Regions from separate parts of the Hordeum vulgare genome. Here region 1 is linked to region 2. Evidence: chromatin contacts called from public Hi-C data. All regions are on one chromosome and are shown on one strand. The core of a region is the stretch at or near the end of the contact, and the rest is flanking DNA. Distances in the headings are between cores, read along the strand shown.

The links. Hi-C and Micro-C count contacts between places; a contact is called where the count stands out from the background.
Region 1: a Hi-C map of leaf shows a contact between it and region 2, with 2.7 times the contacts expected there. The contact joins the promoter of LOC123434655 here to the enhancer-like site in region 2. A contact is called at or near these places in 2 of 6 Hi-C or Micro-C datasets (leaf and seedling).

Annotation. Positions count from the first base shown.
Region 1 is chr1H:335,764,229-335,770,085 of MorexV3_pseudomolecules_assembly, forward strand. LOC123434655 (pyridoxal reductase, chloroplastic) reads left to right here and starts at 3,785. Exons shown (of 8, transcript XM_045115525.1): 1 at 3,785-4,015; 2 at 5,122-5,350; 3 at 5,472-5,565; 4 at 5,732-5,855. The coding sequence starts at 3,869. It also overlaps the pseudogene LOC123399041.
Region 2 is chr1H:334,829,425-334,835,429 of MorexV3_pseudomolecules_assembly, forward strand. No RefSeq gene overlaps it. Among protein-coding and RNA genes, the nearest start is that of LOC123434639, 87 kb to the left of the region's middle. Within about 2 kb of position 2,892, at least 2 of the 3 cell types and tissues checked have open chromatin away from gene starts, as enhancers often do. A contact at or near this core is called in leaf, where this site is marked.

The sequences.
Region 1 (5,857 bases), core at 2,535-5,034, 940 kb after region 2:
TCACACGGAGTGACAAATCCCGATCTCGATTCGTGCCAACCCAACAGATACTTTCAGAGGTACCCGTAGTGCACCTTTATAGTCACCCAGTTACGTTGTTACGTTTGATACACCCAAAGCACTCCTACGGTATCCGGGAGTTGCACAATCTCACGGTGAAGGAAAAGACACTTGACATTAGAAAAGCTTTAGCATATGAACAATACGATCTAGGGCTACGCTTAGGATTGGGTCTTGTCCATCACATCATTCTACCAATGATGTGATCCCGTTATCAATGACATCTAATGCCCATGACCAGGAAAGCATGATCATCTATTGACTAACGAGCTAGCCAACTAGAGGCTTGCTAGGGACACATTGTGATCTATTTATTCACACATGTATTACTGTTTCCTGTTAATACAATTATAGCATGAACAATAGACGATTATCATGAACAAGGAAATATGATAATAACCATTTTATTATTGCCTCTAGGGCATATTTCCAACACTTTTCACCCCGGGCATTGCTCTTGCTTTGAGATCTGGCTTCCGTTTGATCTTGCTTTGAGACACGTGTAGCATCTTTTAGGCTTACCATTCTTTTAGTGTTTCATTTGTCTAACAACACTGAGATAATTTCTTAGCACTAAGGAGTAACAATGTTAAAAGTTGATGTTGTGTTTACCTAATGACATTTTTTGGTGAAATCTTTTTGGAGTTTATGGATAATTTATTTTAGGAATATAAGTCTTGATCAACAATCATTCTTTTTTGCAGTATTACAAAAAAATAGCAAGTAATATTATTGTGTGTACTCTTAGGGAATCTTTTTGGTGAAGTATTCATGATCTGACATTTTGATACCACTAGTTTGACACATACTCTGTTGAAATCATATTAGTGTGATCATTAGCATGCTTCATTAACTGAATTCTGATGAAGAAATGATGATAACATAGTGTTTGCATGGATCACAAGGCATGAATTGAACGAATATAAGATGGTATGGCACTACCACCTAGAGAGGTGGCATAGTCACCGGGTGTTAAAAATCCACCAGGTGGTAGTTACCATCACTTGTGTTTTGTATGTTGTCTGCAGTATCTATCAAATCGGAGAGTATGTACATGTAGTATGTAGTATATAAGAATGTTTAGGTAACCTTAGTTAGTTGCTCTCGAGTTTATGGATTTTTCTGAAAATAAAAAGAAATTGTGCATTCTCGGAGGGCTTAGAGCATCTCCATCGTTTGCCCCCGCCCCCAGGGGCGTGAAATAGCGTCGCCTGGGGGGCGCCGACAAAAAAATCGGCGTGAGGGGGGGCTCAGGTTCACAGTCGCCCCCCAAAGGTCACCCCAACTATTTTTTGAAAACAAACAAATTCGGCCAAAACTGATTCAATTTCGAAGTAAATTCATAGTTTTCATTACATTTTGTACAAAAGTGAAATAAAAACATAATTAAACTACATCGTCGCCGCCCGTCGCTGCCGCCCGATGCCGCCACCTTCTACATGCCCAGAAGCTTGTAGAAATTTGTGTAGTCACTGTCGTCGTCGTCCTGCGCTCCGCCGCCGTCCTTGTTGCACCCCTACCGTGGGTCGTCGTGGCGAACGGGGTTGGAAGGCCCCGACGCCTCCTCGTTACTGTCGTCGAGGATGACAACGTCGTCCTCCTCGCGGCCGCGGCGCCGGGCGGCGATCTCCTCAAGGGCGCGTCACTGGCGCTCCATCTCCTCCCGGGCGTAGTCGTCCCGCGCCCATTTGAGGGTGGTCTCATCGTCAGCCGTCATGGCCTGGTGCTCCTGCTTGATGGGGAGGAGTCTCGGCTCCGTCTTCGGCTTGACGAGGCGGGAGGTGGCACCGGGCTCATTGATGACTATGCCGCAGCTGCGTGTGCGCCGCCCTAGCAGCGTCTCCTGCGGCTCCGGCTTGACGGGGGGGGGGGGGGGGCGGCTACCCGGAGGAGCGGGAGCCGGACGAGGAGGACGGTGCCGTCTCCATCCGCCTCGGCGTCCAGGAGCTGCCACGACGGCGGGAGAAGGCGGGTGGTGGTGGGTACTCGTACCTCGGCGAGTTGCCGCCCTCGATGTCCTCAAGGACGACCTCCAAGGTGCGGTCGGGGACGCACCACCATTGGCGGCGCCCCTCGGAGTTGTGGCGAGCTGGTCGGCGTGACGGCGTTCGAAGTACGCCGTCCACAACATGTTGCTGTCGGGGACGTACCTCGGCACGTTGCGCGAGCTCTCCGACAGCGACGACCGGATGTGTGCGATCTCCGCCAGCCGGTCAGCTCCAATAGGCGGCGGTGGCACCGGGACTCCGCTGGCGCTCACCCTCCATGACCCCGGTAGTCTTCCTCGTAGAGAAGGCGGGCCTCGTCCTCGTGGAGGTGGCGGCGGCCGAAGCCATTGGCTACCGCTCCGTCGCCGGGGAAGCATTCGACCATCTTTTGGGGAGAGAACGGGAGAGGAGGCGTCGATGATGAAGAAGGAGATGAAAGGGCATCGACGAGAGAGGTGTGTGGCCATCAGCGAGGAGAGGACACCTTATATAGCCGCGGGCGGGCGGGCACGGGAACGGCGCCATGTGAACGTGTGGCAAGAACCGATGGGACGTGCATCGCCGCACCTTCACTGTGCCGCCCGTGAATCAATGAAAGGCTGACCGGCGGCGCAGCCTTCGCATTGATTTCTGCAGGAAACGAGGCGACGAGGACAACAACCGCGCGCGTCAATCGCTGACTCGGCAGGCCTAGAGATTTTTCGCGCCAAAAATGTTTCAATCGGCGCCCCCGAGCGACCGAGCGCGTTCAGTTTGACGTGGGACCGTTGGGGCCTATTTTAATCCTAACCGAAGAAAAACGGGTTAGTGAAGATGCAACTGGGTCATTTTATTTTTTTGGTCAACGAAAAAATTTAAACGAAGGCTTATTACGGGGGGAACGCTACGCATCCGCCGGATGATTTCTAAAAATTATCCGTCACCTAGCTAGCCGTTGGATGGCGATCTAACGCCCTGCATCCCCGCCGCATGGTTCTGAAACGACGCTCGAGTTGCGGAAACTTTCGCTTTGTTGCAAGAAATAAACTTTGGATCTGTTAATTCCTGAAACAACGGTCGAGTTTCAGAAACAATTTGCTTGTTGCAAGATTTTTTTCTTCGTTTTTGCGGGAGAATTTTTTGCAACAAGGGTCATGTTTCAAGAAATTTTGCAACAAAGCTCAAGTTGCAGAACCACTACCTAGGCGGCGGGGCGGCCGGCGGGGCGGCCGGCGGGGCGGCCGGCGAGCTCTAGGCGACGGGGCGGCCGGTGGGGCGGCCGGCGAGCTCTTGGCGGCGGGGCGGGGCGGCCGGCGAGCTCTTGGCGGCGGGGCGGGGCGGCCGGCGAGCTCTAGGCGGCGAGGCGGCCGGCGGCGGGGCGGCCGGCGAGCTCTTCCCGTGGAAGCCGTCGTCGCCATGCCTGGGTCCCTCGTTCTGCAACTACTTCCAAGTTGCAGAAACAATGGAGTTGTTTCAGAAAACGGGTCACGGCTCGTCCGCCCGGCCACGTGACGAATAAAGGAGACGGTGGACGCGAAATCAGGATCCGTCGGTGGAACGACAGCGTTTCCCTTATTACGGATGCGGCTGAAGATGCTCTTAGGGCCGAACAAATTTAGCCTACATTGTGCTTCCCCACCGCCACCGGGGTTAAACCAAACAAGAGATCACGTACGATTGCCTCAAAAGAAAAAAGGAGATCACGAGCGATGCACGCGCAAGTAAACTGCAACGTCCCGCAGAAAAAAAAAACGAATGGGATTTTATCGCGAGACGAACGGACACGAACCAACGCGCCTGAAGATCGTGCCTACTCCCTCTCTCCCCGCCCTCCACCGAGGATGGCTCTGCCGGCTGCCAAGGCGGCGCCGGCGACGCCTTTCTCGTCGCAGACGCACGGCGGAGGCATCCTCCTCGGACGAGCTTCGTCACCGCCGCCGCCTGCCGCCGCGCTGCGCCTCGGACCACTCTTCTGGCCGTGGGAAAAGGTTCCAACACGCTAGCTCAACCCATACATGTTGTGTGCATGATACTAAAGTCATACGCTAGCCGAAATCTCAAGATCACACACACACACACACACACACACAAGGCAATCGCTTCTCAGATTTCACGTCGATTTTGCATGAATTCTATAATAGCGAAGGCCTGAAGCCGCGCAACCATCGGAAATTTCCCCCTGTTTCTGATAACCACTGCAGCCGTGCGTATCCGGAGCCCTAACTACAGCACCAGCGCTGCGCAGTCGTTGCGATTTTTTTTCCTGTACAGTATCAGACTATCAGTACAAACTCCATTGAATGGTTACACAGCGGCACGCTCTTTTCCACAGTGCGTTGCTGATTTCGCGACATGACATGAGCTGCGCGGTACAGCTCGCCATCAAGGAGCATGGCGAGTAGACGAGACACGAGGACAAACTTCATGTTCCCGTCTGAATTCGCACACACCCACGCCTGTAACCCGTTCACGAGGCTCGAACAGGAACGCGATTAGATTAGTAGTGCACTGCAGGCGCCTTAACCTGTGGTGGTATCTTTTAGGCTAGGGATCAAACGGGAAATGCCCCTGTTCGTTTGGTTCAGAGCGATTGTCGATATCCACTCTGATGCTGCCGTTCCTCTTTACCGAAGCCGTGCAGCACGGCAACCCAAAAGTTCCACATTGCGTGAGAACGCTTAGAGACTTGACAAAGTTTGCTGTTGCTGTGCTTATTTTAACTCTACTACTAGGTGGGTGAAAAGCTACTGACACGGTGTCTCTAGTAACATTAGCTGATGGCACCTCTCTCTCAAAGAAAAAGAGAGTTGGTACCACTGTCAAAACAAGCAGAGGGTTCGTTGACCTGATCAGCTCGTATCCCTCTTCCTGACGGACTAGTGCAACATTGAACTCTTAACAGGTGCAGTGTCCGGAAATCTGTCGAGCCAACTCTCAGTTTTGCATCTCTGTAGTGCTCACATGACACTCTGAACCATAACATGCAACACAATCTTCAGAAAAAAAATCGTGGACTACACAATTATTGGGTGTGGTTATCAACTCGTCTTCACTGAAATCGGTTTAAGGTAAAATTGTTGTTTCACAAATGTAGGTGAATGTTGGGCCCCTTTCAGTTTCCCCCATGGGTTTTGGAACATGGGCTTGGGGCAACCAGCTGCTCTGGGGCTACGAGGAAAGCATGGACAGTGAACTGCAGGAGTGTTTCAATTTGGCTCTGAAGAATGGCATAAACCTTTTCGACACCGCCGACTCCTATGGAACTGGGAAGTTGAACGGCCAAAGCGAAAGGCTGCTCGGCAAATTTATCCGCGAGTGCCAAGGTTTGGATTATTAGATAGCATAATTGCTCAAAATGTATTCAGCAATTGTGAACTGATGCTTGTTCTGTCATTTGTATGGCCTTAAATTTTATAACATTTCTATGCCCTTGTATTGTCACAGGGCCAATAAAATCTCCAGACGACGTGGTCATCGCAACGAAGTTTGCCGCGTATCCTTGGCGACTAACGTCCGGCCAGTTTGTCAACGCCTGCAGGTACTCCTCCAATTTGTGTGCTTAATGTACATCGGCCATATGTCCTTTTGTTCAACTCCGTTCAATGGATTTGTGCAGAAACATATAGCTCACTGGGGACGGAGCATATCTGAGAAGTTGCGTTACCTTGAGCTTCTAATGACCTTACGGAGTGCCTCTTTTGCAGGTCGTCATTAGAAAGGTTACAGATCGACCGTCTCGGAATAGGGCAGCTGCATTGGTCTACTGCCAACTATGCGCCTCTGCAGGAGCGCGCTCTCTGGGACGGTCTAGTTGAAATGTATGACAAGGT
Region 2 (6,005 bases), core at 1,642-4,141:
CTAGTTAGAACTGAACCAAACTAATATCGCATGTACTATTAATTCTAGCTAAATGCACGCTCTGTACTCTCAGTCTGTTCCCAACAGGACGAAATATCAACCTTTGTTGGAGCGCCACATGGTGAAAATAGTAGTCAAAAAGTGAGAGGAGGATGCAGGGTACTCGGTGTTGGTTCTTGCACAAGTAAGGTTGCAACCTTGCTCCCTCCGCCTAGTCTCTTCAGTCCTTAGAGCACGCGGAGTCCTCCTATTCCGTGTGAGTGCTCCTATTGGACGCCCGTGTGCATCTGATAGTCAAGGTTTTGCACACGGTTCTTAACAAGTGGGTCGGCCAACATTGAGATCCTACAATATTTAGTATATCGACTACAATGCTTTGCTAGAATGTACCTCCTCTCGATGTGTGTGGGTGATGCAGAAACGGGAGCCGGTGACAATTATTTATGAAGTTAGTGAACCGGATACAAAAGGTTGGATTTTTTCTATCATGGATGCACTCTTGCACACGGATTTTGTACGCGTCCTCGTCACACTCTCGGCAATATGGCATGCAAGAAGGAAAGCACTATACCAACATGAATTTCAAAGCGGGTACTCATGCTTTTGTTGATCGATACATATCTCTCATAACCTCAAGCAAGCCAGATATAGCAAAATGGCATGTCCTTCCCTTTCCTGTCACTCGCTGGACACCTCCTCCTCCTGGTTTTGTGAAAGTAAAGGTGGATGGGGCGGTACCAAACACACCAAACACGTCTTTGTAGGAGTGATCTACCGGTATGATGGGGCCCTGTACTTGGGGGCATCCGCGAGAGTTTTTGCAGGCATCACCGATCCGACAACACTAGAAGCCTCGGCGTGCCGAGAAACTTTGGCACTCGCATCTGATTTGTTGCAACCACAAGTCCACATTGGTTCTGATTGCAAGGAAGTTGTTGCCAACATCAAGGAAGGAACTAGAGGAATCCATGGCCATATTATCCGAGAAATTCAAACCATGGCAACGGAGTTTCGACAGTGCTCTTTTCTGTTTGGAGGAAGAGCTTCAAATTGGAGGCACATCGCCACGCTAAACACGCGCTTAAACTTTATTTAGGTCGTCATCTTTGGCTCATAAACCCCCCTGATATCAACTGTATACCTTTGAACACTGTTTCAAGAAATGAATAAAGCGTGTGGTTAGCCTAAAAAAGACAGTAGTTTTTTTTAAGATTTTTTAGTCGGCTTTATATATTAAATACAGACTTTTGAAAAAGGAAATGAGAGCATTTAAAACACTTTTGAATGTTATGAAAAAAATGTTTGAATTTTTTTAAACAGTTTTTAGTATAAGTGATTATTTTTATAATATACGATGCACAATTTTCAAATACAGATTGTGCTTCTTTTACTATCTGGTGCATATTATAGGAATATACAGTGAACACTTTCCGAAATACACATATAACATGTTTTTCAATATGGTGAACTTTTTAGCACCATGAATTTTTTGTAATATACGTTAAGCATTTTGAAAATGCACATTGACCATTTTTTACAGAAGACGCTAAACAATTTCTTAGTATACAGTGAACATTTTTTAAATATACGATGAACATTTTTGTAATATACTATTGTCATTTTCATAATGCATAGTGATCTTTTTCTATAATACAAAAAAAAGGAGAAGGAAATGTAAAAAATAAAAAATCAGGACAAAAGACAAAAGAAATAGAAAAAAGAGAGAAACAGAAGTAACATCGAAACTATTCGGGGCTCCTATAACGATACCACTCCTATTTAGCGCTGCGGAACCCAACCGGTGCCTAGTACAACGCCCAGTGCGCCGACCCATAGTTAATTCTTCTATTTCCCTTTTAATAAATCCCCCAAAATGGTGTGTGTGCCATGATTCGAACCTGCGATGGTCCAGTTTAAACGACGAACAAACTAACTAAGTCGTCCATCAAACCTGACGTGCTTGAATTAAAAACACACACACTGAAGTGCTAGATTACTTTTTTATTTTAAAATGCAACCCATAAAAACGCAATTGTTTTACTTTCCTATTTTTCTTAATTCACAATGGTTCACCGGTTCAACCATTGAATAAATACGAAAAAATGAGAAAAATATTAAAAAGCAGAAAAACCTATGAATACATAAATGTTCATACATTTCTAAAATTTATTTCACCAACTTTTAAATAGTTCACAAATTAAAATAAAGAAGTTCATCAATTTTGAAAAACGTTCATCCAATTTTATAAAATCGTCAATCTGAAAAGGTTAAAACATTGTAAGAAATTTCGTCGATTTAATGTTTTTTTTATCGATTTTGGGAAAAAACCATCAATTTAAATAACAAGTTCATCGATTTTGAAAAAACAATTACTGATAGGGGAAAAACACATACATCTTGAAAATAATTTAGAAACATGAAAAAGTTCATCTAATTTGATATATTTTTTTCTAAAATCAGTAAAACAAAATCATCAAATTTTAAAACACTTCATCATATATTTTTAATTGAATTTGAAGAAAATTCATATTTTTTGAAAACTCCACAAATTTGAAAAGGTTCATCTCTTTTGAAAAATATATTCACAAATTTGAGTAAAAGTTCATTAAATTTTTGAATAAAGGTTCATCGTTTTTTAAAATCATGAATTTGGAAAAATTCGCACATTTAATAAAAATGGAAAAAGGAGAAAGAAAAATCGAATAAAAAGGTCTGAAGAAAAACCAATGAATTGAAGAATTAAATAAAAGTTATAAAAAACATGTATTTAACAAAGTGTTATATAATTTTGGGAGTTTGACGAAATACTATGGTATATGGGCTGGGCCAGGTAAGTATGCATTGAGCGTCAGTCAAAAGAATGCACTTAACCGGCATTGAAGGCGCAGAATAAGAAATATATTGGTCATGCCCGTATGTAGGCCCCGGAATAGAGAAGTAAAACCCACCCCACGCCCTGGTAGTGGGCCTTTTAGTCTCTGAATTTGTTTTATTTTTTATTTGCAGATACTGGGTTGGCCCATTTAACGAGTTTGCAGCTAGCACTGCCTTTTATTACATGTAATAGTTTCTTTAACAGAAAAATGCATTAAATTTCAATAAAGTTTAGTAAATGGAAATTAAATTCCAAAAATATTCGCAACACTCAAAAAATGTTCATTATTGTTTTATAAATTATTAGGTTTTGAAAATATGTGTCTTAAATATGTTAGAGTTACTTCAAAAAGGTCATGAATTTAATAAAGAAAAGGGAAAAAGGATAAATGGGAAAAACCAAAAAAATACGGGAAAAAAGCCAGAAATGGCCTTGTCCAACAGAAAACAGTTAGAATGCAACAACAAAAAAATTGAAATATCCGACTAAACACCCACCACATTGAGCTGGCCCAAGAGGTAAGAGCACCGAGGTAGTGGATGAGTTAATGCAATCTTCTTTAAACCACGACACTACTAATTTAAAGTACAAAACTGCTATGACTATGATGTTGCATTTTAATCTCTTCCTCGATCTGAGCATTGAAGAAAGTTATTTATTGGACCATAACCGAGTCTCTCCTTCCTCCTCTAACCAGATCGAAAATAACTTATTCCGACTTTTAATTGTATGTCCATTTTGGCTTGATGTATGGCTCACTGGATCCCTTCATAGGGTTGGGGGTAAGATTGGCGGAGCATGCCAAGTTTTAGAAGAAAATTCAGGCGGCCGTGCATAAGACCGTTAGGAAAAGTCTGAAGGAGAATGTCTTTTGTGGAATTATGTGAAGCAGAAATCCAATTCAGCTCTTGGCAACAAATGCTCTTATGCGCCAAAAATGTTTTTTCTTGCAAATGTCAATTCTTTAAAGTTTGTGAATGACAATGAACATGTCCCCCAAAATAATTATCCAACATAAAACCCTAAAAAGTGGTTAGATTTACCTTTTGTATCATTAAAAACATATTTATCTATGAATGATAGTAGTATTTATCCATAAAACTATCTACATTGACTTATTGTATATTGGCAAACCAACCCGTGGTTGGATGGTTAGAGGGATAGTGGTATTGCCAGTCTACGAGGGTTCAAGTCCCGGTGCTTGTATTATTTTTGGATTTATTTCAAGTTTTCGGCGATACACTTTTAGTGGGAGGAGGCGTTTCTGTCAATGACGAGACGTCTAGGTGACTTTGTAAATCTCAAGATAATATGTTATCTGAGTCTTTCAGAGATGCTCGTAGGGGTAGGGTGTACGCGTGTGCATTCATAAGGATGAGTGGATATGCGTTTGAAAAAAGCCGTAAGGGGATTCTTTTGTGCCTTATAGCTATAGGAGCTGCTAGGCATTCATCGATGGATCCGTACAAAACATCCACCACCGGAATAGCCGGTCGATGTACGCGCTTGCACCCGTCCGATCTATTTGCTGGCACGCGGCTCGGCTGCCTCCTCCGACCAATTAATTCCTGAAGTGATGGTCGAGTTGCAGAAACAAGCTCGTTGTCCCGCATCAGAGGTCGTGCCGCAAAAATCTTTGCAACAAAGATCATGTTGCAAAAAACTTTTGCAACATAGGTCAGGTTGCATAATTTTTTTTCTTCATCTTTTTGCAACATAGGTATTGTTGCAAAAGAAAGTTTTAGAACAAATGTCATGTTGCAGAAATTTTTTATCTTGCACGCTCCCACACTTTCTTTAATTTGGGCTGTGTTTCTGAAACAAGACCATTATTACAGAAGAAAAATATATTCATTGTTGAACCCTTTTTTTCCGTTTGAAAAAAAATCTGTGTTGCGGAGATCTTCTGAAACTAGCCTATTGCTGAAAAAACTTCACGACCGAACCCTTTTTTCTGAAACAATACTTGGGTTGCAAAAATCTTCTAAAATAATACTCTTGTTGCATAAAAAGAAAACTTGGTGCATGAGACTTGTCGTCAGTGACGAACGCTCGACCAAGACCAATCCAACGACTAAGCAAGCGACAAATGGTGTGCGTGTATCAGCCAGCTAAACAATAGAGTTTTCCTATAGCTATTGACTTATGTTCTTTTAAGATTTTAACTAATATGTCGCTATTGTTCGTATCTATTTTCAATTGAGTTAATATCCGTTTGTATACGATTAACATCCGCTCCACATCAATATCCAACAACATACATATTCACAATAGTTCCAATATATGAAAAAGAAAGTGGGAAGATCACTATCCAATCTGCATTCAACCGGTTTCTAGCTTGCACGGGCCACTAGTTAATTTGACTCGGAGATGAAACATATTCATATGACCATGAGATCATGCAACTCACTGAAATCGAAGGAGTGCCTTATGTGTATAACACGTCGCAACAAAACTCGTTGACTATAAATGTGCTCTATAGGTATCTCCGAGGGTGTCCGTTGAGTTGGCAACGATCAAGACTGGAATTTGTCACTCCGTGTGACGGAGAGGTATCTTAGGGACCACTCGATAATACAACATCACAACAAGCTTGCAAGCAATGTGACTAAAGAGTTGGCCACGGGATCTTGTATTACGAAACGAGTAAAGAGACTTGCCGGTAACGAGATTGAACTAGGTATGCAGATACTGGCGGTTGAATCTCGGGCAAGTAAAATACCGATGGACAAAGGGAACAATATACGTGATTGATTGAATCCTTGACATCATGGTTCGATCGATAAAGATCTTCGTAGAATATGTAGGAGTCAATATGGGCATCCATGTCCCGCTATTGGTTATTGACCGGCGAGTGTGTCGGTCATGTGTGCATAGTTCTCGAACCCGCACGGTTTGCATACTTAAGGTTCGCTGATGATTTAGTATCAATGAGTTATGTTTGGTGGTAACCTAAAGTTGTTTGGAGTCCCGTATGAGATCTCGAACGTCACGAGGAGCTCCAGAATGGTCCGAAGGTAAAGATTGATATATGGGAAGTTGGTATTCGAGTTCTGGAAAAGTTCTGAAACTTACCGGTTTTGTGACGGGAGTGCCGGAAGTGTTCCGGGGTCCACCGGGAGGGTCCACC